5 separate regions of the Mus musculus genome follow, and regions 2, 3, 4 and 5 are each linked to region 1. The links are chromatin contacts, called in public HiChIP or PLAC-seq, Micro-C and promoter capture Hi-C maps. All regions are on one chromosome and are shown on one strand. Each heading gives the region's core, a stretch centred on a gene start, on an enhancer-like site or on the middle of the called end of the contact. The rest is flanking DNA. Distances are from core to core; before and after follow the strand shown.

Region 1 (4,717 bases), core at 809-3,308:
TGCCTCCCAAGTGCTGGGAATAAAGATGTGCCCTCCAACTTGTTTCCAGCTCTTCAGAGAAGTAGGAAGAGGTAAACGTGATTACTATGGAAACTAAGCAGCCTGAGTTAGAACCCGAGATCCCATAGTGAAAGGGTAAGAGACAGAGAGTATACATACCATAGCTCCCACGCACCCCCACCCACTCACACACAAACACACTTTTAGAGGGGGGGCGGGGCGGGGGAACATGTTGCTGCTTGTTGTTCTAACATGTCCATAAACCTCAATAACCTGTAAGCAAATCTGTACTGCTTTTTCCTCAATGTCTTCACTCAGTGCGCACACCTTCCAGATTTATTAACTCGGGCCAGCTTCCTTAAAGTTAGTGTTTTCTCATAATTCAAACTCATCCCAAGTGTAGGCCCTTTCTCCAAAGGTCACAAGGCACTCTGCTGTGGACAGTGATGCTGCCAGCATCTAAGGCTGGCAAAGCCAATGTTCCAAATCTAAAAGCATACTTTTAAGTTCTGTACTTTTACACAGATTTTCAAACTCGAGTATCATACTTTCTCGGCTTTCAAATCACTCAAATTCTAGTCTACGTTTCTCTCATTTCATTGCAACACACACCCTCCCTCATCTTTTTGGTTGAGGCCTACTGGCCTGGCTTCCTCCACCACTCGTGTTCCCCAACCCCTAGCTGGGGTAGGAAAAGAAACGGAACCAATTCTATTTCCACCACTCCTGTCACAGATAGCTATCAAACAGCTCCCAATTTTCATTTCCGATCTCACGTAACACATCATACCCATGGTTATTTATCGTAACCGTTTGAGACCTCTGTGAGCCATCTATATGGATGGTCTCCGAAATCAAACAATACTGCCAGATAATGCTTCGGGGAGGAGGGAGGAGCGTATGATTCACCAAAAAAACTGCAAAGAAGAGTAATGGAATATTTTCACCAGTGGCAGGCTAAGACTGAGAGCTTTCTTTCAGAAGAGGGGACTGCTAAGCAACCGCCACTGAAGCAATAAATCCACCAGCTTCACAGGTTGCGAGAGCAAGGCGGATAGGAGAAGAGGAGCTAGGGTCCTCCGCGGCTTCTCTGGAGGTTAGGGGAGAACAAAGTCACTGCTGCACTGTCATTTGAGGGGAAGGGGGAGGGGGCGGATCATCCTGGAAACCCGGCCCCTGGGCAGGATCAGGCCGGGAGAACTCGGTGAGGCTGCCTGGGATTAACATTCTCGCTCCACTCCCCCCTGCCCCCAACCTTCTAGACTCGCCCCTCCTCGCTCTCAAGTGCCTGATGACCGCCCCTTCCAACCTATCCCCGGCGGAGTAAAGGGACGACCAGGAAAGAACGCAGTCCGCAGGGGTGCCACCGAGCAGGCAGTCCTAGCCCCTTCTAGTTCCCCAGCCCCCACCCAGCCTCTCCCGGAGCTCGGGGCCCGGAAGGCGGGGACCAGGGGCGCTGCACACAGGTGTGCTGGCCCCCCGAGGGGCGCACCGCCCGCAGACTCCCGCAGCGCGGTCCCCGCCCGGCCGGCCGGCTCGAGGGGCGCGCCGCACCCGCCTCCCGCTCGGTCCCGCGGCCCACGCGCCCAACCCGCCCCGGCCTCCAACCCAGCCCGCGGGCGCGGCCTAACTGCTCGCCCGCCCGCCCGCTGCTCGCCCCCCGGCGCCCGAGGGTCGCAGTACCTGGGCGGCGGCCTCCAGCTTGCCCTCGAAGGTGAAGTCCAGCAAATCGGGCTTGAGGCAGAGGCTGTAGTTGATGGGCGACACCTCGGCGGGCAGCCGCTCGAAGGGCCGCTTCTCCGGCATCGCGGCGAGGCCCAGGCTGTGGAGGCGGCGGCGGCGGCGAGAGGAGCGGCTGAGGAGGAGAAGGAGGGGAGGAGGCGGAGGGCCGAGGAGGAGCAGGCGGCGAGCGAGGGAGGGGACGGCGGCTGCCAGCCACATTCACCGGGCGCGGGCGACCGCCTGCCGAGAGCCGCCGGGGAGGCTGGGGCGGGGGACAGACCCAGCGGGTGCCTGGGCCGGGCGGGCGGGCGGGCGGCGGTGCGGGCGGGCTGCCTACGGGGAAGGGGGCGGAGGGGAGGGCAGGGGAGGAGGGCGGGGAGGGAGGCGGCGGCGGCTGCGTGCGCGACCCCGCGGGGCGGGCGCGACCCCGCTGAGGGCGCGCGCCGAGGGCGGGGCGGGGCGGCGAGGCCGCGGTCGGCGAACGGGGAAGGCGAGAGGAGGCGCTTGGCGCTGCACCTGTCGTCGGCCGGTGGCAGGAAAGAGCCACGAAGGGCATGGAGGAGCTCTGTGGAAAATGGAAGCCTACGCAGCGGTCAAGTCAGCGCGGGGGGGTAGGGGACGCGTGGAAAGAGCCATTCCACCTCAGCGGTGTGAGCCCGACCTGAGGCTTTTTTTTTTCCCTAGGAAATAGCCAGTTGAAGGGATGATCTGAAAACAGTTTTCCGAGGAAACACTTAGTTATTCAAGGTCGCTCCAACCAGTGAAATCTAGACCTTTTAGGAGAGTGGTTTCAAAGACTAGAAATACAGGATCCCACGATTTCATATTTAAAACAAGATGCTTCATTGCTGGGCACGGAGGCTGAGGCAGGACGATCATCATGGGCCAGCCTGGACTACAGAGTGAGTTCCAGAATGGTCTGGGCACACAGTAAGATTTTGATTAAGAAAACACAGATGATAATAATGATCAACTGTCTGTTTCCGGATTTTTCCCTTCCTGTGGTGCTAGGCTTTGAACTCAAAGCCTCTACACAGGCTGGGCAAGCGCCATGCCACTGAGCCACACCCCCACGCCCCTTGTTTTTGTTTCTGCTTTTTTAACTGAAAAGACCCTTTACCAGTTGTGACTTCTGTAAAAGTATCCTAACTGTGGCTCCCTCCATTCTGTAGTTATCTCTAAGACCTATGTTTAAATCAAGGCAAAAATATTCCTAAAAGCGTATTTCTTTTATAGAAACTTGTAAGGTAGAGTCAAAACTAAACAAGCACTGTCCTACAGACATGACACTGTGAGCCACTAGATAGAATTAAAACAACAGAAGTTATTGCACCTCATCTCCCTAGCCCAATATATTCAGATTATAATTTCATCATGTAATGCATTTTAAAGATGCTAATGAGGTGCCTGGCAGTGGTGGTACTGGCTTCTGGAGGCAGAGGCAGGCAGATCTCTCTGAGTTTGAGGCCAGCCTTCACTACAGAGTGAGTTCTAGGACAGCCAGGGCAACACATGGCTAATGCCTACTGTATTGGGCAGCACAGTTGTGGATCCTCAACCTGCCCTGCTTTCCTCCAAAAATCCTACGTGCTTTTTAGAAACACAGATGCAATTCTTAAAGAGACGGGCCTTTAATATGTCTGGAATACTTGCTAACACTTTACACGTTCATTTTATCTCTCAGACGCTCTGTGAGGTGGACCCCCAACCTGTTTTATATATGCAAAAACAGGCACATAGAAAGATCATGACTTGCTCTAGACCTGTGTACAGCTAATAATTGGTGGAGCTGGAATTGAGACCCAGTTGTTTCTGGTTTTCTCCTTGAGAACATTATAAACAGCTTCCTTCATAATTCTGCCAGTTTGGTTTATTCTAATCCAACTGTGTATGATCTCCTCAAAATGTTTGCATTTAAAAAAAAAAAAAAAAACAAAAGGCTTCCTCCTGTCAAAGCAAAATTGATTTATAACCATCTAAGGCTGCCTATGAGCTGTTTACCCTTTAACATCAATTCTACAGTCTAACTCGATTACTGTCTAGCCCTCACAGATTGCTAATTTGCTCAGGAATGAGTGTTTCAGTGGCCTGCTCATCCGTTTTTGTGAAATGTGCGCCCCTCCCTTCCCTCACCTTGCCAGGAAGAGTTCCATTGCAGAACTCCACCCTGCTCTAGCCCTTTCCGATTAGCTCCGGAACTCTGCCGATTCATGTGGACTTGGTCTTATGTTTTGCAATTGAATATTAGGTTTGTAGATCTTTGTAGGATGAGCTAGCAAGAGCTGGCTTGCTTTTTTTTTTATTTTGTTTTTAATGTTTTTTTTTTTTTTTCCTCTTGGACAGGGTTTCACTCTATAGCCTATGCTGGCCTCAAAATCACTATATAGAGCAGCCTGGCACGGAGCCTTTCAGCAGTTTTCCTGCCTCAGCCTTACAGGCAGCAGCAGCAGCCCCACCACCAGTTGGTTTGTTTCCCTATTTTATTTTCCATTTCTCCTCCTCTACTTTTCTATCTTTCTTTCTTTTTCAAAAACAGGGTCTCACTATATAGCCCTGGCTAGCATGAAATTAACTATGAAAACTGGTTGGCACTTAACTCTCAAAGATCTGCCCATCTGTGCTTCCCAAGTGCTAGAATTAAAGTCCTAAACCACCGTGCCCTGTTGTTTCTTCTCTTTAAGGCAGGCTCTCACACTGAGGCCTCAGCCTTTGGGGTGCCGGGATTGCAGACTTGAGCCACCACTCCTCAGTCTTTTCATTTTCCTTCTGATTCATTTACTTTTCAAAGAGCTCACTCTCTACTTCTTTTATTGCTTTCAGTACTAGGCCCTGAGCAAAGTGCATCTTGGTTGCTATTGAGCCAACTAAACAATAGGCCAAGAGAGAATTCTTCTTCAGTCTGTGCTGTCTCTCCTGTACAAAAAAAATCTGTCCCACAGGGAAACTGTGAACCTACAACTATAGACAATCTTTTATTAAATCACAGGATTAAGAA
Region 2 (4,717 bases), core at 1,639-4,138, 490 kb before region 1:
CTGCTACTTTAAGGAAAGCGTCGGGGAAGTAAGGGGATTTAATTCCAAACACCTGTCCACTCTCCACCCCACCCCCATCCTGCTACCCACCCCATCCCCCTCTGGTCTCATACAGTCCTGGCTGCCTGGACCTCACAACGTAGATCAGACTGGCCCTGAACTTATGACAATCTTCCTGCTTCTGCCTCCAGAGTGCTGGTATTACAAACCATCACATCCCATCTCTCTCTCTCTTTTTTAAAAGACTTATTTATTATTATATGTAAGTACACTATAGCTGTCTTCAGACACACCAGAAGAGGATATCAGATCTCATTACAGATGGTCATGAGCCACCATGTGGTTGCTGGGATTTGAACTCAGGACCTTTGGAAGAGCTGTCAGTACTCTTAACCGCTGAGCCATCTATCTCTCCAGCACCCACATCCCATCTCTTAACAATTTTCAAAATGGATATTGTTAAACAGAAATCTTAGGTTTGTACATTTGAGTCACTCTTGGCAGATTTTCAGATTAGCATAGTGGTTTCCCTACGTAGAAACCAAACATAGGTTTTGGCACCCTGAATTCCTTTCTTTATTCAAATGTATTTATTTTACATGCTTCCAGGGTTTGCCTATCGTATGTCTGTGGGAGGGTGTCAGATGTCCTGGAGTTACGATTGTTAGCAGCCTGCAGGGCGCTGCTGGGCTTCTTTGGAGGCACAAGGTCAGAGCATTTACATGGAGAGTGGAATTCAGCTTAATGTGGGGGTGGGGGGAATAGCAGCATTTGATTTGGTCATTAGAAATGCAATTATATTTGGGATACCAGTTCTCATCTCTAATGGAGAACTCGATAGATTAGCTGGAGCTGAGCTGCACATTAAATCTCTAACCAGGAGACAAAGGCTGAAGTTTCCTATTTAACAAATCAAAGCTGGCCTGGCCACCAGGTCCCCCAGCATCCCTCAGCTCTGACCTGTTACCCCAGAATTCGTTAGACCAGGGGCTGGGCTGCCCTTCCCCCAGAGGCTCCTCCCAGCCATTTTGGTTACCTTCCTACCCCATTTTTAATGCTTTCCCATCTTGGTTGCTGCACCTGGTTCCCCTCTTTCCTTCTCTCTGCCTTCTCCTCACATGGCTTAAAGGCATCCAGAACGGGTGGGTTGTCGCCTGGTTTTGGAGGCTTGACCCAAGTATTTTTTCAGGAAGAATCGGTCTCTTTTGACTAATTTTTATATAACATTGTGAAACTAACCCTCTTTTTCTTTTGTCTTAGTTTTTTGAACAGAAAAGTTGTCACTGTTTCGGGGTTTTTTTGATTTTTGGTTTGTTTGTTTGTTTTTTTTTTTAAGACAAGCTCTCACTCTGTAACCTAGGCTACATAGTCTAAACTGCGCTTTTTTTTTTTTTTTTTTTTTTGGGTTTGCTGTTGTGTTTGTTTGTTTGTTTGAGACAGGGTTTCTCTGTGTAGCCCTGGCTCTCCTGGAACTCACTCTGTAGAACAGGCTGGTCTTGAACTCAGAAATTCTCCTGCCTCTGCCTCCTAAGTGCTAAAGTGCTCTTAAACTCCCAGCAATCCTCCTGTCTCAATCCCGGGTACTAGGATTAAGAGGCTTGAATCTGGCCTTGGAAAGTTTGATCAGTTCTATTATCAGTTGGACATCTCAGTTATTCACTTAATCACATATTCAAGGAATTTTTACCAATAAATACTGAGAGTCAAAACGTGACCTTGTGGCCGGGCGTGGTGGCGCACAACTTTAATCCCAGCACTCGAGGCAGAGGCAGGCCGATTTCTGAGTTTGAGGCCAGCCTGGTCTACAAACTGAGTTTTGAGAGAAACCCTGTCTCAAAAAAACAAACAAAAACAAACCAACCAACCAACCAAACAAACAAACAACCAAAATGACCTTGTCCTTGCTAGAAACAAACACCAAGGATCCTGAGTGTCGTGGACACAATGAGTCATATGAAGCGTCTGTCCTTACTGGAGTTCCTAGTTCAACAATTAGCAGCAACCTACCTGAATCAGAGTAGCACCCGTGTTAAAGAATGACAGCCCAGCCGTGGTTTTTGCTTAATTCCGTTTCTTTAGACTAACTTGATAAAGGATGTTCACAGAGATGGAGAAATCCCCATGAAAGTCACCCACCGGCAAGGGCAATAAAGGGAAAACTTTGAATGTGGTGGTCTGTGTTTGTAATACTCGGCATTTGGGAAGTGAAAACAGGTAGATCAGACTTCCTTGAGACCCTGTCCACTCAACAGAACCAACAACCAAAAATAAAACAAGAATAGAGAGGGAAGGAAGGGGAAAGAAAAAAAGCAAATTCAGAAAGTGTCGATGGTGTCTACCTAGACGGTTAATCTACTGCTTTCTGAATGGAGCAGTGATTCAAACTGAGAGGTAGGAACCCCAGTCAGGTGGCAATAATAGGTAAGATTGCTGGACATTATTGAAGGTGATTTGATAAATCTCAGGTGACGAATACAATATTTTTCTTTTAAACGCAAACGGACCAAACATCAACGGGCTAGTTTCCAAACCTGCAGTGTCCTACTTTTGTAGACTGAGTAAGGAATACCAGCACGCGCCTGGAATCCAGCACTTTGACATTTGAAGCAAAAAGAAAGGCCACGAGTTCGAAGCCACCTGGGCTGCGTATCCTGTTATTAAACAAACAAACCCCACCACTACCCATCAATTTCCTAGACTGTAGAGTTATGTTCTAAGTAACAGTCGACTTCGCCTTTCCAGTCAAAAAAGAAAACAAAACTACGAAAACTCCCTACAATCCTTGAAAGTGGAGGTGGGCGGCGCGGGATTCGCGCGGTACTTTGGGATCTGTAGTTTCTGGCCGACTCTTAATCCCAAGGTGCCCTGCGGCGGGTCGTCGCGTCTGCGCAGTGCAGGCGGCGGGCCGCGCAGAGTGAGAGGCTCTTTTGTTCGGCTGAGGGGAGGGCCGTTAGCGGGGCCTGCGGTACGCCGCTTCAGCGGGACGGTCGACTTGTGGCCACACGGCTCTTTGCTCCTCTGGGCGCGCTACTCCCCTCGGACCGCCCGACGCAACGCGCGAGTAGCGCGGCACCGATTCCTCTCGGACTCTCGGGCGCTGCTACGAGGTGAAGAGGCGGGCTGGAGGCGGGGTGTGTGGGGGGAGGGGACGCGGCAACGGCGGGAGGCCGCGGACCAGCGCGGGCCGCTAACGGAAGAGCGGAGACCGAGGAATGGGGGGCGCGCCCCGGCCCAGCGCCCGCCGGGTCCGCTTCCCGCGCAGAGCTCGCGGGTTGCGGGAGTGTGGAGAGGGCGGGGCAGCGAATCCAGAGCCCGGGAGCCGAGTGGTTCGCGATGAGCGGAGCCAGCGGAGGGTTAGCTTTTCAAGAACTGGACCAAGAGCGTTTGACCCGAGTGAGGGACTCTAGAGTTGGGCGGGAGAAAGAAAACTTTGGGACGTCCATAAGGGGGACAGGTGCTTTTGGGTGTGCGTGGCAGGGACCACGACTTCGTACTCTCGAGGTTTAGAAATGTAACCTGAGAAAGCGGACACGGTGGCAATCGCAAGCAACCCCCGTAGCACTTGGAGGAAAGAGAGAAAAAGTAACCTGAGGATATTGGGTCCAGTTGCCACTATCAGAGAAGTTTCTCTTGCCAGAGTTAAGAAGAAGTAACTTCCAATAAACTTGAACAGGAGGATTTGGGCAGCTCACGGTGTGCTAGCGGGGAAGAGATTTGTTGAATCCGTCTAGGGGTGGGGGTGGGGGGTCAGGCATTTTCTTGACCTTGTCTAAAAGTGGAGTTGCTGGGATAGGTAGGGTAGAAGTCTAGAGTGACTGGTCAAATGTGGAAGAAAATAAAGGGTCCCTGGGGATGTAACTTAGTTGGTAGAATGTTTGCCTAGCCCACTGCACAGGCCTGAATTCAATCCTCTGTACCTTATAAATTCGGGCTGGGCTTGATGGCATTCATGTAGCCCTTGGGAGCGGAAACAGGACGATCAGGAGTTTAAAGCCTTGCCTGGCCACCAGGGGAGTCAAGAAAGGGTGAAAAGGCCACTTTGTGCCTTGTAATGGGTCTTCAGTGTGAGTTGGGAGGCTGTGGAAGAACACGTGTAAGGCAAGACTCATCCAATGAAAGAGATCTGTTCTTTGTGCGTAAGCCTGGGGGCCTCAGTTTACCTCTCAGGATCCAGGTAAAGGTGGAAAGAGCGAGCAGACTTCACAGAATTGCCCTCTGAGCTACAAATTAGGGAAATGGCAGGGACCCTCGAAAGCAGGTGCATGCCCACCGGCAGCGAGAATATTTTTATTTAAAAAGCAGTATAGAAATATAGAACTCATTTCGGTGTGTGGTACTGAGGACCTTGCACACATGTAAGTTATCTACCACTGAGTTATGTTCCAATACCATAAAAAGGTTTTTTGAAAAATGAGTTATGCTAGAACATAGGGTAACCTCTCCAGTTTTGTGTTAAGAATCATGTCAGCTTTTTGGAATAGTTTCAAAAGACCTAAGGTTTTCTGGTAGATGTATGGCTACAATCAAGAAATTGGTGCCTATACACTTCCTGGATGCTCTCTAGGCATATCTGGGAAGTGGTGTGTTGAAAAGAGCCCAGTTAGGCCTTGCTGCATGCACTCCTGTAATCCCAGCCAGCACTCGGGAGGTGGAGCCTGGAGCAGCAGGAGTTCAAGACCTAGGAGGAAGGAGGCTTTGCTTCTTAAGATCTGGGCAG
Region 3 (4,717 bases), core at 1,011-3,510, 320 kb after region 1:
GTAGCGTTGGACTTCTGACTCAAGATGGCTGGAAAGATGGCTCAGCAGTTAAGAGCATGTGCTGCTCTGCCAGAGGACCCAAGTTCAGTTCTCAGGACTCACATGAGGCTATTCACAACTGTCTGTAACTCCAGCTCCAGGAAGTCACTGCCTTCTGTCTCCCACGGTCTCTGCATTCACATGCTCATATCTACACATAGACACAGAACTAAGAATAAAATTAAATCTTAGGAAAAGGGACTGGTGAGACGGCTCAACGGTTAAGAACACTGTCTGTTCTTCCAGGGGACCTAAGCTTTATTCCCAACAAGCCCATGGAGGCTCACAACAATCTGTTAACTACAGTTCCAAAATGCACTCTTCTGGCCTCCATAGGCACTGCATACATGAGGGACAGACACTCATACACATAGAAATAAATAAAATTTCAAAAAAAAAATCTCTTTTAAAAGATCTTCACCGGGGCAGTGGTGGCACATACCTTTGATCTCAGCTCTTGGGAGGCAGAGGCAGGCAGATTTCTGAGTTCAAGAACAGCTTGGTGAGTTCCAGGTCAGCCAGGGCTACACAGAGAAACCCTGTCTCAAAAACAAACAAACAAAATGATGCCTGTTCAAGGATACCACAAGAAGATCTAGAGTCAACTAACCTGGGCGAGCCCACAGGGGCTCACAGGGGCTGAACCACGAACCAAAGAGCATGCAGTGGCCCTATATTTGTAGCAGATGTGCAGCTTGGTCTTCATGTGGATCCCCTAACAATTGGAGCAGAGCCTGCGGTTCATTCTGTGGCCTGCCATTGGATCCCCTTCCCCATGCTGGACTGCCTGGTGGGGCCTCAATGGGAGGCTTTTCCTCCTGCTGGGATTAGATGTCCTAGGGCCTGTTGGTACCCAAGGGGGGCTCCCCCTCTCTGAGGAGAAAGGGAGGGGATAATAGGGAGAGGAAATTGAAGGTGGAATTGGAGGAGGGGCTGTGTTTGGGATGTAAAGTGAATAAAGAAATTAATGAAAAAAGAGATGTCTCCTAATCTTAAATAAATTAATATATTTCTAAAAAAAAAAAAAAAAAAAAAAAAGAAGGTAGCCCTAGTACACAGGCATACAGTACCATTCTTACACAAGACCCTATATCAAAAAGTAACAAAAATTATATTAGTTCTGCCCCTAATTTTTCATAAGCTGAATCAACACCAATAACCATCCTAGAAAACCATTTTGCAGATCAAAAGTCGAATTCTTTTTTTTTTTTTTTTTTTTTTTTTGAGACAGGGTTTCTCTGTGTAGCCCTGGCTGTCCTGGAACTCACTCTGTAGACCAGGCTGGCCTCGAACTCAGAAATTCGCCTGCCTCTGCCAAGTCAAAAGTCGAATTCTTATTGGCTTACATACTCAGGAGGCAGAGGAAGGTCGATCCCTGTGAGTTTGGGGCCAGCCTGGTCTATAGTTCCAAGACAGTCAGGGCTACACAGAAGAAGGCTGTCTATATACATACATACATACATACATACATACATACATACATACATACATACATACAATTTAAATAAAAATAAAGTCAGCATGGTAGCATAGCACATGTCTTTAATTCCAGCACTCAGGAGTCAGAGGCATGAGAATATGTGATTTTGAGGCCAGACTGATCTACAAAGTGAGTTTCAGGACAGTTACACAAAGAATTCTGTCATGAAAAACCAAAGAGCCAAAATAGTAATAATAATAATATCAAAATAAATTTAATTATTTTCTGTTCCTTTTTAAAAATACATTTATTTATTGTGTGTGCACATACCTTCTTGAGTGCTGCTGTTTTTTATTTATGTATTTATTTATACTTTGTGTGTGCGTTTATTTTATGTATACGGGTGCACCACTGCTGTCTTCAGACACACCAGGAGAGGGCATCAGATCCCTCTTACAGATGGTTGGGAGCCACCATGTGGTTGCTGGAAATTGAACTCAAGACCTCTGGAAGAGCAGTCCGTGCTCTAAACCGCTGAGCCATCTCTCCAACTCCGTGTGTGTGTGTGTGTGTGTGTGTGTGTGTGTGTGTGTGTGTGTGCATAGAGGTCAGAGGACTTGAAAAGGCAGTTCTCTCCTGTGGTGGTTTGAGTGAGAAGGGTCCTCATGGATTCATATATTTGAATGCTTTGTCTGAGTTTGGGCTGACTTCTGGGAGGGATTAGGAGGTGTGGCCTTGCTGTAGGAGGTGGGTCATTGGCAGCTGGCTTTGAGATTTCAAAACCCAGAGCCTTTCCCACCCAGTTAGCTGTCTTGTCTCCTTGATGGCTGCTGTCTCAACATAAGTTCTCAGCTCCTGCTCTAGAGCCATGCTTGCCTGTTTCCATGCTTCTCCAGACGATGGTCATGAACTCTGCTGCCCTCCGGAATCATGAGCCCCAGACTAAATGCTTTCTTACGTAAGTTACCGTAGTCATGGCGTTTGGTCTCGATGCGACAGAATAGTAGTTAGCTAAGACACTTCCTGGCGATCCCAAACTAGGGTCCTCTGGCTTGGTGGCAAGAGTCTTCACTTGCTGACCCCTCTCTTGGGGCGTCGTTTGTTTTTATTTTTGTGTATATGCTTATTTGCACATGGGTTGTGTGCATATCTGTGCAGGTATGTTAATGCACATGTGCGGAGGTCAGAGGATAACCTTGGACGATATGATTATACACTTTTCTGCTTTTTTGTTTGTTTGAAACAGTCTCACAAGCCTGGAGTGTCCCCAAGTGGGCTAAGCTAGCTGGAAGCTACATGGGGCGGAGACTGGACGTGCACGCCATCTTGCTCGTGTTCTGCCGGGGGTTGGGGAAACTAACGGGCTTCAGACTTGTAAGGCAAGCACTTCATTGACTGTGTCATTCCGCTGGCATTTGGGTGTTGTTTTCTCTTGTTTTAAACGGGGTCTCACTGTGTTAGAGTGATATTTTTGTACATTGTGTGAAGATGTGTCTCTGTCCTTCCTTGCCTGCCTAAGGCACCTTCTGATTGGTCAAAATAAAAAGCCTATGGCCTATAGGAGAAGGTAGAATAGAGAGGGTGGGTCATCCAGCGCAGAGAGAGGAACTCTGGGAAAGTCAAGTACCGGAAGACCCGCCACCAAGAAGGAAGTCAGGCTTATGATGCAAGGAGAGGAAACCAACCATGTGGCCGAACTTAGTATAAATGAGTTAATTTAAGAGCTAGTTGGGGAGCAAGCCTAAACTAAGGCCATAATCATCGTAAATGAAAATAAGCCTCCAGCCGGGCAGTGGTGGCACACGCCTTTAATCCCAGCACTTGGGAGGCAGAGGCAGGCAGATTTCTGAATTCGAGACCAGCCTGGTCTACAGGGTGAGTTCCAGGACAGCCAGGGCTGCACAGAGAAACCCTGTCTCAAAAAACAAACAACCAAACAAAAAAAGAAGAAGAAGAAAATAAGCCTCCATGTCATTGTTCGGCAACTGGGGCGTACATGGAAAAGCCTTCGGGTTACAACTACGTATCCCTGGCTAGTCTACAACTCAGTGTGTAAACTATGCTGATCTGTAGAGACCGACCTGCCTCTGCCTCTCGTAAACTATGCTGATCTGTAGAGACCCACCTGCCTCTGCCTCTCAAGTTCAGGGGTTAAAGATGTCCACCACTCCCTTCATTTTGCTTGTTTTTGAAATTGGTTCTCAAATTACAGCCTAGACTGGCCCGGAATTCACAATGTAGATTAGACTGGTCTTAAACCCATGGTAATCCTCCTGCCTCATCTTCCCAATTAGTACAATTATTGGCTGGAGCCACCTCAACCAGCTTAACTATAAATGTATATGAAGGTTGGACTTGGTAGCATGTGTCTGTAATCTTAGCACTCCGGAGACTGAGGCACAAGGATCAAGAGTTTGACACTTTGCCAGCACCTGGGAGGCAGAGGCAGGCAGATCTCTGTGAATCTGAGACCAGCCCAGTCTATAGAGTGAGTTCCTGGACAGCCATGGCTATGTATAGAGATCATGTCTCAAAAACAGAACAAAACAAACAAAACAATAACAAAAAGAGGTTGATGCCAGGATTGGAGAGATAGCTCAGAGATAAAGAGCACTAGCTGCTTTTCCAGAGGTCCTGAGTTCAATTCCCAGCAACCACATGGTGGCTCACAACCATCTGAAATGGGATCCAATGCCCTCTTCTGGTGTGTCTGAAGACAGTGACAGTGTACTCATATACATAAAATAAATAAATCTAAAAAAGAGAAAAAGATTGATGCCAGCCTGTGCTACTTAAAAAAAACAAACAAAACCAGAGTTGACAAGATGGTTCTGCAGGTAAAGGCAGTCCCCACCAAGCCTGGTGACCTGAGTTCAGTCCCCAGGACCCAGTGATGAAAGAAGAGAAATAGCTCCAGAAAGTTCTCTGATCACCAAACCCACTTCAGAGCATTTGTCTATCTACAGAGATACACACACACAGATACACACACACAGATATACATACATGCACGCATATATATATATATATACACATACATACAGATATACACAGATATACACACATGCAAACACACAGATATATACATACATATATATACACACAGATATGCACACACATGCATACACAGATACACATATATGCATACATATACACATATAGATACATAAGCACACAAAAAGGAAAGAAATTTAACAAAAATGAAAGGTAGACCCAAAACCATACATAAAATAAAATAAAATTTAAGACTTCTTTAAG
Region 4 (4,717 bases), core at 621-3,120, 300 kb before region 1:
GACAGCTCATCCGTCACTTCAGCCAAAGATAACTCATGGTCACTGGTATTGATTGACGTCTGCCTGGTCACTAGAAACCAAGCAAATTGGTACACACCCATAACCTCGGCACTTGGGAGGCTGAGGCTGGAGCATAGAGATCTCAAGTTCAAGGCCTACACAGATCACAGGACAAACACACGCCAGCCAGGGCTTCACAGCAAGACCAGGCTCCAACACCCTACCACCTAAATAAGAAACCACTGCAACACTGACATAAGCCCTATTGGGAGGTTCTGAGATCCGCGCTGTTCATTGTCCTTAAGAATTTAAAAGAAAACAAGACACTGCAGTTATACTCATCGCTACAGACAATGGACTTCTTTGTGTCAATAATGGAAAATGCTACTGTGTGGTCTGGGCTCTTGTCATCCCCTGTGCCAGTTCACTGTGAGCTGGCTCACCCTAACCTTTCTAGCCCTCCAAGACAGCTCAGCCGTAGAGGTGCTTGTCCAACATTTGTGGATTCAACCTTCATCACCACAGGGGGGTGGGGGGGGGGTGTCTCAACTCAGGGTTTTGTCCTCTGTAATGCCAAGGGCCTTCTAGGGCACAGCATGGAACAGCTGTAGCCTGTTCCTGCCAGTACACACTGAAAAGTTAATCGCCTTTCTACAATGAAATCTGTATAAAGGGGACCCTTGGGCCAATTCCTGGCTCACAGACCACTGGCTATGGTCTGCCTCTCTCCTCGTTGACAGGCCTCTACAGGCCCAAACTTTTATTTTGATATGTAATAATCCTGTAACCTCCTAAAAATGGGGAAAGTTCAGGAGAAAAAACCAAACAGAGTCCCCCTGGATCATGTTAGTTATGAAACGATTAAACATGACAGGCTATTAGAATCAAAACCAAGGAATGTAGAGAGGACAGGTTTCTCAGTCGCCCAGCGCAAAAGACAGTTCCTTTTCTACTAAAACTAGAATAAGGCACTGGGAAAGAAACCTAAGAAGGAAGGGAAGATTCTGAGCACCCTTAAGCCAGCAACGCGGATGAAGAAAAGCATCTATTTTATTTCTTAGGTCATCTGTTACGAGCGATAGCGCCTACGCTTTTTTGGAATTCCAGTGCATTTTTGCCCAACCCCCCCACCCCCCGCAAGGGGCATCGGGCCATAGCCTGGGAGCTCTGTCCACAAGTTCTCCAAACTTCTAAAATTCCAAGAGCTTGCAGATACTAGCCGCAGGCTCAAGGATCCAGGTATAAACATTAAAAGTCGGTTTTTCGTTCAGCAGTCATCTGCCTAGGGCGTTCCCTCCAATCCTGCCACCCTCTGGGACTGCGGTGGCCCGGCCAGCAGGCTGCAGTTCAGACCAGCAGGGCCCATCTGACTGGCACCACCTGGGTCCCAAGCCTGGGCTGCCCACAGGACGAGCCCGAGGGGGCGTCGGCCGCCTGCGTGGAGCAAACTCGGGCGCAGGCTGAAGGCCCGGCGCGACCCAAGCTGAGGGGGCGAAGGGGGTTATCAGGCTCGCCCTGCTGCCCCCGCCGCCTGCCAGCCCCGGAAGCGCCGCCCTCCCGCCCGGGGCTCCGAGGGGCGGGGAGTCTAACGCCCCCTTCCGGGTGCCTCCGCCCGGCCGGCCAGCCGCGCTCCTCCTCCGGGCGGGAATCCTTCCTCCCCCGCCCCTCCCGTAGCCGGGCCCCGGCGCCAGTCCCAGTCCCAGGGGGGCACCCCCGGTTCCGGCCTCCCCTCCCCGAGGCCTCTGTCCGTCTTCCCGACCCTTGAGGGCCGGGAAGACGCCGCCGGCAGACGCCAGGACCCACCGCTCATTACGACATCTTCCTCCCTGGCCTCCGCCGCCTCCGCCGCCACCGAGAGCCTGACACCGCCCGCCTAGCACCCGCCAATCCCGGAGCCCGCCACCGCCCGAGCGACGGCAGCTTTTACCAATGAACGCTTGGTACATTGGGGACCGACAGCATTTTCAACCAATCATTGGGAAGCATCTAGAGTGACGTTGGTCTGGCCAATAGAACTGTGAAGTGTCATTGATAGACGGTAGGAGTCGCCAACCGGAAATCAACGGGGGAATGAACGACGTATCCTTTAGCCAACTGGCGGGAGGCAAAGTCCCGCCTGCTAGGAGGTTGATGGACAGCAACAGGAAGCTGGGTGAGGAGGGGCTTAGCCGAGAAGTGTTTTTGTATTGGTCGTAATTGACCTTCCACCCACCTCTAACCCAGCAGATAAGTGATAGATCTGCCCTAAAGCCAATCAGAAGTGCTACTGTGAAATGCCCCGTAAAGAGCTTATACATCTCTCAATACAGTCTGGCATGGTGAGTCTCAAGTGTAGCTGTCGGATACGCGGTGCCCGGCCCCCAGTGAGCGCATCGCCTTCACCTCAGGCCCTCGCCCGCCATCCATCGCCTCTCGAGAGTCGACGACCTGGCAGGAGTTGGGTTACCTGGCACTTCCTAGAGGGAATTGTCATTATGTCATCTCAAGCCCCTGTTAATCTTCACCAATGTTTCGCAGAGCTTCCCTGATCCTCTCAGCTTCAGACAGGCGTGTTTGAGCCTTTATCAAAAGCAGATCCCTAGGGTCGTCCCTAGTTACATTTGCTATTTCCCGGGGGGCGGGGTGTGTGTGCCTAGAATCTGCATTTTAGCCTGCGCCTCAGGTGGGCAGAATTGCACGCTGGCATCCTAGCGACCCTGCTTGGTCTCTGCTTCATCTCCTCCTGTATGAGGGGCCGTGCTTGACAGGCACCACAGGTAGGTTTAGCTTTCTCTTCCAGGCCCTCTGCGAACGACTAACTTAGGCAAGCTGTACGTAGCACTCAGAGGGAATTCACGCTGGCTTGAGACCTGCGTGGGTAGGAAACCCCACACCCCATCTGCAGTGGACCCTTAGACTCTTGTTGAAGCCAGAGCACTCACACATCCACCTCATAGTACCACCCTTCCTGGTTGGTTTTGTTTTGTTGTTTTAACCCACAGTGAGAAAAAAATGTTTTACATCCAGTAAATTAACTTATAAGAACATGTAACAAAGCTTCCCAAATCAACATTTGAGAGACATTGATCGCAGGTAGATGAGACACATACATCCCTGCTGGGGTCTTATTTGCTGAGGATCAAGTCCCCAACACTAAGCATGAACTGTATAAACACTAAGCATGAACTGTATCGTCGAGCTGTTCCCCAGCTCTCATTACATTTTCTCTTCGCCTCTTCTATCTTCCTCCTCCTTCTTCCTGTCACTTCGAAGAAAAGGTTGCTGAGATAAAGTGATAACAAAATATAGAGCCAAGCTGGGTGGCAGTGGCCCAGGCCTTCAATCCCAGCAGCAGGGAGGCAGAGGCTGGCAGATCTCTGACTTTGAGTCCAGCCTGGTCTACAGTGAAAGTTCCAGGACAGCCAGGACTACACAGAGAAACCCTGTCTAAAACAAAAACCACACACACACACACACACACACACCACAAACCACAAACAAAAAAATAAATAAATAAACAATAAAGAGCCAAATGCTTAGAGTGTAGTAATTTGGAATTACCAGTCTACCTCTCTCTGGTTAGGTTTTGAAACACCAAACATCAGATGCTATCAGTTCTGGAGCTAGAATCCTTCACTTGGGGCTGGGAAGATGTCACTTGCTGTTCAAACACAAGAGGCCTGAGTTCAGAGCCCGTGTGAAAAGCTGGAGTTCAGCCTCTGTAACCCCACCTCTCACATGTGAGGTCAGGGCGGAGACCGGAGGATGGCTGGAGTCTGCCAGTGGCCAACCTAGCTCCAGGCTTTGTGAGACACAGCAACAGAGCAGGACCCAGTGTATGTCCTGCTCTGGCGTCCGTGTGCACATGTGTGCCCACGCACCGTTCCTTCATTGGGACTCTATGTCCTTTATAAAATCAAAGCTTTCTGCTTAAACTGGGTCCTTCACCCTTACACACACAAACACACACACACACACACACACACACACACACACACACACACGCACACATACCCTCCATGCTCTTGTCTTTCATGCCTTTCCCCACCTTTCTTTGCTTCCCTAGTCTTTTCTCTCAAGGAAAGGTGTCACAGTCCCTAAACACATAGGAGTTCCCTTTCTTCTTAGGTAAGCCTTTCCTTTGTCCTACAAAATCTGTTCTCTTCACTCCTGCCCAGTCAAGCTTCGCCTTGCTTGTGCTGGCTGCCCTGGTCTGTCACTGGCTTACATGAAGGACTCCCTTCTCCCACTCTTTCACTTCTGTTTGTTTCAGGGCTAGGGAATCAAGGCCAGGACCTCCCACATCGGAGGCAGTCTCTACCACTGAGCCCCATTCTCCCTCATGGCTGCCCTAAGGGACTGAGCTACAGTGGAAGAACTGGGCCTTCTATCCGAGATGATCAGGAAATGGATTCGGAGTTCAAGAATGACTTTGCATACTCCTACATCTGCATAAGACTTGTTTAGCCCATACATTCTGTTCCCAGGGCCAGTTTCCAGTTTGGCTTGCTTTGCTGTGTAGCCAAGGGCTCCGCCCGGATTCAGTGACTCAGGTACATTAGGGTGCAGGGGTTTTGGTGGGGAGGTGGGGCTGACTATCCTGCTGGGTGGAAACCTCTTCTAGGACAAAGCTGGAGGTAGCTAACTCTGTCCTTCCCAGAGGCCCTCTCATGAAGAACACATGAAAAGTGTGGGTGGGGGACAGTGAGAAAACCTAGGATTCACCAGTAGTAGTGAT
Region 5 (4,717 bases), core at 1,475-3,974, 290 kb after region 1:
CTGTGCCCCCAGCTCACTTGAAAGAGGTCCTTTTATGTGACCACCCTTCCTCTAACCTGAACACAGTCCCTAACTGTTTCAGCCCTCAGCTGAGTTGATCTAGGGTGGAGGTGGGGGCTTGAAAGAGCCCAGCCCTAACCCTGCTCAGCACTTCCAGGGATGGGGTTTTGGCAGAGAATGCCAAGGTTAGCACTCGGCAGACAGCAGCTGTGCCACCCCTGCCCCCAGCCACTGCTCTGACCACACCACTGAGATCGATGCCCGCAGCCAAAAAAGAATCAATGGTTCTAATTAAACCCTTTTCTTGGGTGGGTCCCTGGACAGGCAGGGGGGACACTCAGAGGGACCATGCATCTGGTAGGTCACCATTCACCTTTTAAGAGGCTATATAAGTAAGGGCAGAGAGCCCCCTACCTCCTCTGCTAGGTGAGAGGAAAGCAGAGGGGCCGAGGGAAAGGCAGAAATGGGAGCACGTCTCTAAAGAGCTTGTTCCAGGGGACCCTTCCCCTAGCGAGGCTGCTCTCCCTGCTCCCAGCCTGAGGCTACATTTGTTTCTTCTAACCCACCCGAACCTCAGTCCCAGGGTCATTGGTATCTGAGAACTAACCTCCCAGGGAAGGAAGAAAGAACGCAGGACTAGGGGGCAGCTTTGGACAAAAACCCTCTTGTCCCCAAGGCAGAGTGGCAGGAAGCCAGGGCAAAGCCTTTACACTTGCAGCCAATGGTGCCTGGGTACCAGACAGCCTTGGGGTGGGTGGGGGAGCCCCTTCCCCTTATGTCCAGAGCCCTCACTCACCCTTGCTTCTATACCAGGCTAAGTCACTATCCCAACTCCCAGCCTACCAAGAGCACTCCTTCTGGCTGCATCCCACCCTGACCATTTATCCAGAGTGACTCCATACCGGCCACCATCAACCAAACCCCAAACCCATATGCCACAGTGGCGTCCAGTTACAAACACACACCAGCCGTGCTAGAAACCACCGTCCATCCCAGCTGCCACCAGAGATGACAGTCTCTCATCTCCACAGTGACTAGCTCTATCAGAGACATCATCATTTTTAAGACCAGCCAGAGACAGGGAAGGGAATGAGAAACTGAGGCACAGAGTTAGCCAAGCAATTGGCTCAAGGTCACCCATAGCAAAGATGACCAGAGAAGAGGAAGGTATCTTATCACCCCATCCCAAAGGGCACGAACCCTACCCAAATGAACAGCCCGATCCCTCCCTACAACTGATATCTACACAGTTTCTTCACTTCCCACCTTTATCCCAAACACCTTCTGAGAGGCTGCAGCCGGGAAGCCCCAACTGAGAACCCCATTTCTCTCAAAGCTGGGGTCTGCAGAGCCCACAGATCTGGCAACATTTAAGAGGTACTGATCCGGCTCACCTGGCTCCCCTCGGCCCCCAGGGTCCCTCGGTCCAACCTCCTCCCTGGGAGAACGGGCGCGACCCTCGGCGGTCCTCTCCCACCAGGCCAGGGCGAAGCGCCGGAGGCACTGCCAGGGCTGCATGGGGAGGCGTGGGGCTGGGGGCGCGCACCAGCAGCCACACACGCCCCACAGGGCCCTGCCAGCTGAGCTGCGGAGGCACCCGGCCGGCCCCCTCTACTGCCACCAGCATCCTGCTGCCCCCACCGACAGGACTCGGAGCTGGCCCAGGAGCTTCTGACGTAGCAGGGGGGTGCGTGGGAGGGGAGGGGGGGCCACGCGAGTCCCCTCCCCAGCCCCGCCCCTCTACTTTTCCAGCCCCCTGCAGTCCCCACCTCCACATCACCCCGGACGCCCTACCCAGCTGGGGGCGCCCTTCTTTACCCCTTGCGTCTGCAAGGGGAGGATTTAAGATCCAGAAGCCCCTCCCTCGATCCCTCCCTCTCCAGGGCCCTCCCTACCCACCACCCAGCAAGCCGGGAGCAGGTCCCCAGTTTCTGCAACTCCTGTGGAGGCTAGGAGGTCTCCAGGGCTAGGGCCTCGAGGTGCAGGGGGTGGGGTGTAGAATGCAGCTTTGTATCCTGGCAACACAACCAAACCCAGAGCGCTCTCAGTCCGCTGCTTCCCTGAGGGACTGGCACGAAGGGTCCAGCACTACCAGCCCAGCGCCTGCACCCCATTCTGAGAGCTGAGGCGGGATGTGGTTCTCTTGCATTCATCCCTTGTCCCTTCCCCCTTCAACAACCCTAGCTTCCACCTCGCATGGACCCCTCCCCTCCCCCCGACTCTCTTCGCCATCCCCCTTCACCCACCCCTCCCCCTTACATTGTAACCCCAGGTCCCCTCCCCCCGGGCACCGCGAGGCCCTTCCCGCCGGGTCCCCAGCTTCGCCGGCTCCAGACCCTCTCTGCTCCCTGCGCTCTCCCTCCCTGGCCCGTCCCAGCCCGGCGCGCAGCGGTACCCTGCCCCCCGTAACACCTGCGCCCAGAGCATCCCTCGCCCGGCCGGCCGCCGCCTCCCGGGCCCGGCCGCCGCCCCCGCCCCCGGCCGAGGGGAAAACACACAAAGAAAACAGAAATACCTTCCACTTAAGCATGGAGGCACATTAGGGAGGAGAGAGACAGGGACATGCCTTGGGACGGAGCGTTCCCCATCGGGCGGGGGCGCGGGGGGCGGGGGCCCCGGGCCGGCCTGCCTGGCGCTCGCCCTCTCGCCGCCTCGCGGGCTTCTCGCTCGGCCCCAGCCCCGGGGCGCGGTGCCAGGCGGGCGGGCCGGGGGCGCGGGCCCCGCCGGGGTGGACCAGCTTGGGAGGGCGCCGGCGGCCGGGCGTGTGGGTGCGCGCGCGCGCGGGCGTGTCACCGAGTGTGCGAGAGCGAGTGTGTGTGTGTGTGTCTCTGTGTGTGTGCGCGCGAGTGCGCGCGTGCGGCCGGCGCGGGTGTGTCACTGCGGGCGGGAGCGCGCACGATGCGGGCACGCGCGTGTGGCCGGATGGTACAAAGGGCCGCCGGGGGTGGCGGGGAGCGGGGGAAGGGAAGGGGCACTGCGCCTCCTCGCGCCCTCCAGCAGCACACCCGGATCCCGCAGCGCGCCGCCCGGACTAGGGTGCGGGGCGCGCTCACGCTCCTCCCCCCCCCCCAAACTCCACCTGCTTCCCCCACCCTCAGCGGTCCTCCTGCTGCGGTAGAGACAAATGCGTTGACCCCAGAGTGGCCTCGAAAGAGGCACCTGGGGAGGTGACTCTTTGGGTCTCCAAGCACCCTCAACGCTTTGGGACAAAAAATAAAAAAAGCACTTCGGGTTCGTTGAAGCAGGGCTTGAGGCTGGGGAGGGGACGAGAGAATCAGGGATCGCTCCAGCCAAGGTGACCTCGGAGCGCCACAGTCGTTCTACGCCTGGAGAGCCGAGACACCTACCCCCCCCCACCCCCAGTGCAGCGTACCCCTCTATGGTCGCGCCTCCTCACCTCTGCCCTTCCCCCTTCCTCAGCTACCACTGGGCCAGGGACCTGGCTCCCAGACGCCCCCTGCTGGACGTCCTCCTGGCCCCTACTTCGGATTCCTGCCCCTACCGCAGGCGTGAGCAGGTACTGCGTGAGATTGAAGAGACACTGATCCCTTCTGAAGTGGACCCCAAAGTAGGCCGTCACAGACTCTGTCTTTTCACGCCTCTTCTGGGGACACCTTTGCCATCTCCAAAGCAGCTTGTAGTGCGCCAGGAGGAGTGCCCCACCCTGGTTCACCTTACTGGGCCTACCTGCGGATGATACAAACTTCTCCATCTCCAGCTCGGACCCAGACACACGATGACCTTTGGAACTCAGGCTTCTCCCTGCTTCCTTCCCTCGGGTTCTGTGGCCAGTTCCCTCTCTCGGAAGCTTCTTTTCAAGAGAGGCAGGTGGGCTGAGCTTTCTGCCCGTTTTATTTACTCCTGGCATTCCCAAAGGCAGTTCAGATGGTCAAGAAAATGCCACCCAGTGCCTGCATCTCTTCCCTACAGGCCACCTGGCAGAATGACTGGCAGACCGGGCTCAGGAGAGGAGACCCCACCCCAAGTGGCCCAGATGACAAACCGGTTTCCCCACTTCTTGGTCTACCCAGTCCCAGCCTTAATCTGGGCTCTCCTACTTTTCTGCCCGCCCCTAGGCTTGCTTGCCTCTGAGCCAGTCCCGTGCCCAGCTAGGGGCAAGATCCCAACTGCCCCTTACAGATCAATGTCCAGTTCCACTAACTCAGGTGGCAGGGCAAGGCAGTGGGAGGGGACTCTCAGCTCCATTTGGTCATCTCAGGAGGGCAGCCAAGAGCTGTGTCCTGGACACAAGGTCTGGGCACACAACACTAAGCAGTTAAGACCCTGACTTCTCTTCTAGGCCAGCTGCTTCTCCCTCTGCCAACTGGATGGTGACCATCTTTTGGCCTCTGGGCACTCACTGGGCACCCTTCCAGCTCCCTACCTGGCTGCCTGCCCAAGATAGGCATCAGTACCCAGCGGGCCTTGTGCACAGGAGGGGGTCACAGCTATTAAGCCTTGAGTCTGGCACACACCTCTCCTCCCTTCAGACCTTCACACTGCTCTATAAGACCCCTCTGCCTTTGGGGTCTTCCCAATCCAAAATCACCCCTACCCAAGGGGCAATGTTTTCCCATCCATATTCTATGCCCATCCAAGGGGAGGAGCATCCTCAGGCTTTAGCCATGGTCTCTAATTTAATCTTGCCACATTAGCCACATATCAGAAATAAAGGTGCACATCTCTTATCCTAGATTTGGAAGGCAGGAGGATCTAT

The links. Promoter capture Hi-C pulls out the DNA fragments that hold promoters and counts their contacts. A called contact is a pair of places that touch in the nucleus more often than the background predicts. HiChIP or PLAC-seq counts read pairs in DNA pulled down with a chosen protein or histone mark.
Region 2: a contact with region 1 is called in a FOXA1 HiChIP or PLAC-seq map of pancreatic cancer cells. The contact joins the promoter of Cbx1 here to the promoter of Npepps in region 1. A contact is called at or near these places in 1 of 484 Hi-C or Micro-C datasets (embryonic stem cells) and 2 of 115 datasets of contacts at active chromatin or transcription factors (embryonic stem cells and pancreatic cancer cells).
Region 3: a Micro-C map of embryonic stem cells shows a contact between it and region 1, with 4 times the contacts expected there. The contact joins the promoter of 2410003L11Rik here to the promoter of Npepps in region 1. A contact is called at or near these places in 1 of 484 Hi-C or Micro-C datasets (embryonic stem cells) and 1 of 115 datasets of contacts at active chromatin or transcription factors (embryonic stem cells).
Region 4: a contact with region 1 is called in a promoter capture Hi-C map of hippocampal neurons, with 3 times the contacts expected there. The contact joins the promoter of Sp2 here to the promoter of Npepps in region 1. A contact is called at or near these places in 2 of 39 promoter capture datasets (hippocampal neurons and liver), 2 of 484 Hi-C or Micro-C datasets (both in embryonic stem cells), 4 of 115 datasets of contacts at active chromatin or transcription factors (embryonic stem cells, extraembryonic endoderm stem cells, memory CD8 T cells and 1 more) and 3 of 9 other capture datasets (adipose tissue, liver and pancreatic islet).
Region 5: a contact with region 1 is called in a Micro-C map of embryonic stem cells, with 2.1 times the contacts expected there. The contact joins the promoter of Srcin1 here to the promoter of Npepps in region 1. A contact is called at or near these places in 3 of 484 Hi-C or Micro-C datasets (all in embryonic stem cells) and 2 of 115 datasets of contacts at active chromatin or transcription factors (both in embryonic stem cells).

What each region holds. Positions count from the first base shown.
Region 1 is chr11:97,278,518-97,283,234 of GRCm38.p6, forward strand. It overlaps Npepps (aminopeptidase puromycin sensitive), which reads right to left and starts at 2,059. Exons shown (of 23, transcript NM_008942.3): 1 at 1,684-2,059. The coding sequence starts at 1,941. Gm11592 (a long non-coding RNA gene) reads left to right here and starts at 2,177. Exons shown (of 3, transcript XR_001780313.2): 1 at 2,177-2,624; 2 at 4,066-4,187; 3 at 4,709-4,717.
Region 2 is chr11:96,786,247-96,790,963 of GRCm38.p6, forward strand. It overlaps Cbx1 (chromobox 1), which reads left to right and starts at 2,889. Exons shown (of 5, transcript NM_001362560.1): 1 at 2,889-3,107.
Region 3 is chr11:97,596,251-97,600,967 of GRCm38.p6, forward strand. 2410003L11Rik (RIKEN cDNA 2410003L11 gene) reads left to right here and starts at 2,261. Exons shown (of 4, transcript NR_045496.1): 1 at 2,261-2,417.
Region 4 is chr11:96,975,818-96,980,534 of GRCm38.p6, forward strand. It overlaps Sp2 (Sp2 transcription factor), which reads right to left and starts at 1,871. Exons shown (of 7, transcript NM_001080964.2): 1 at 1,804-1,871. The coding sequence starts at 1,810.
Region 5 is chr11:97,572,402-97,577,118 of GRCm38.p6, forward strand. It overlaps Srcin1 (SRC kinase signaling inhibitor 1), which reads right to left and starts at 2,725. Exons shown (of 20, transcript NM_018873.2): 1 at 2,567-2,725. The coding sequence starts at 2,588.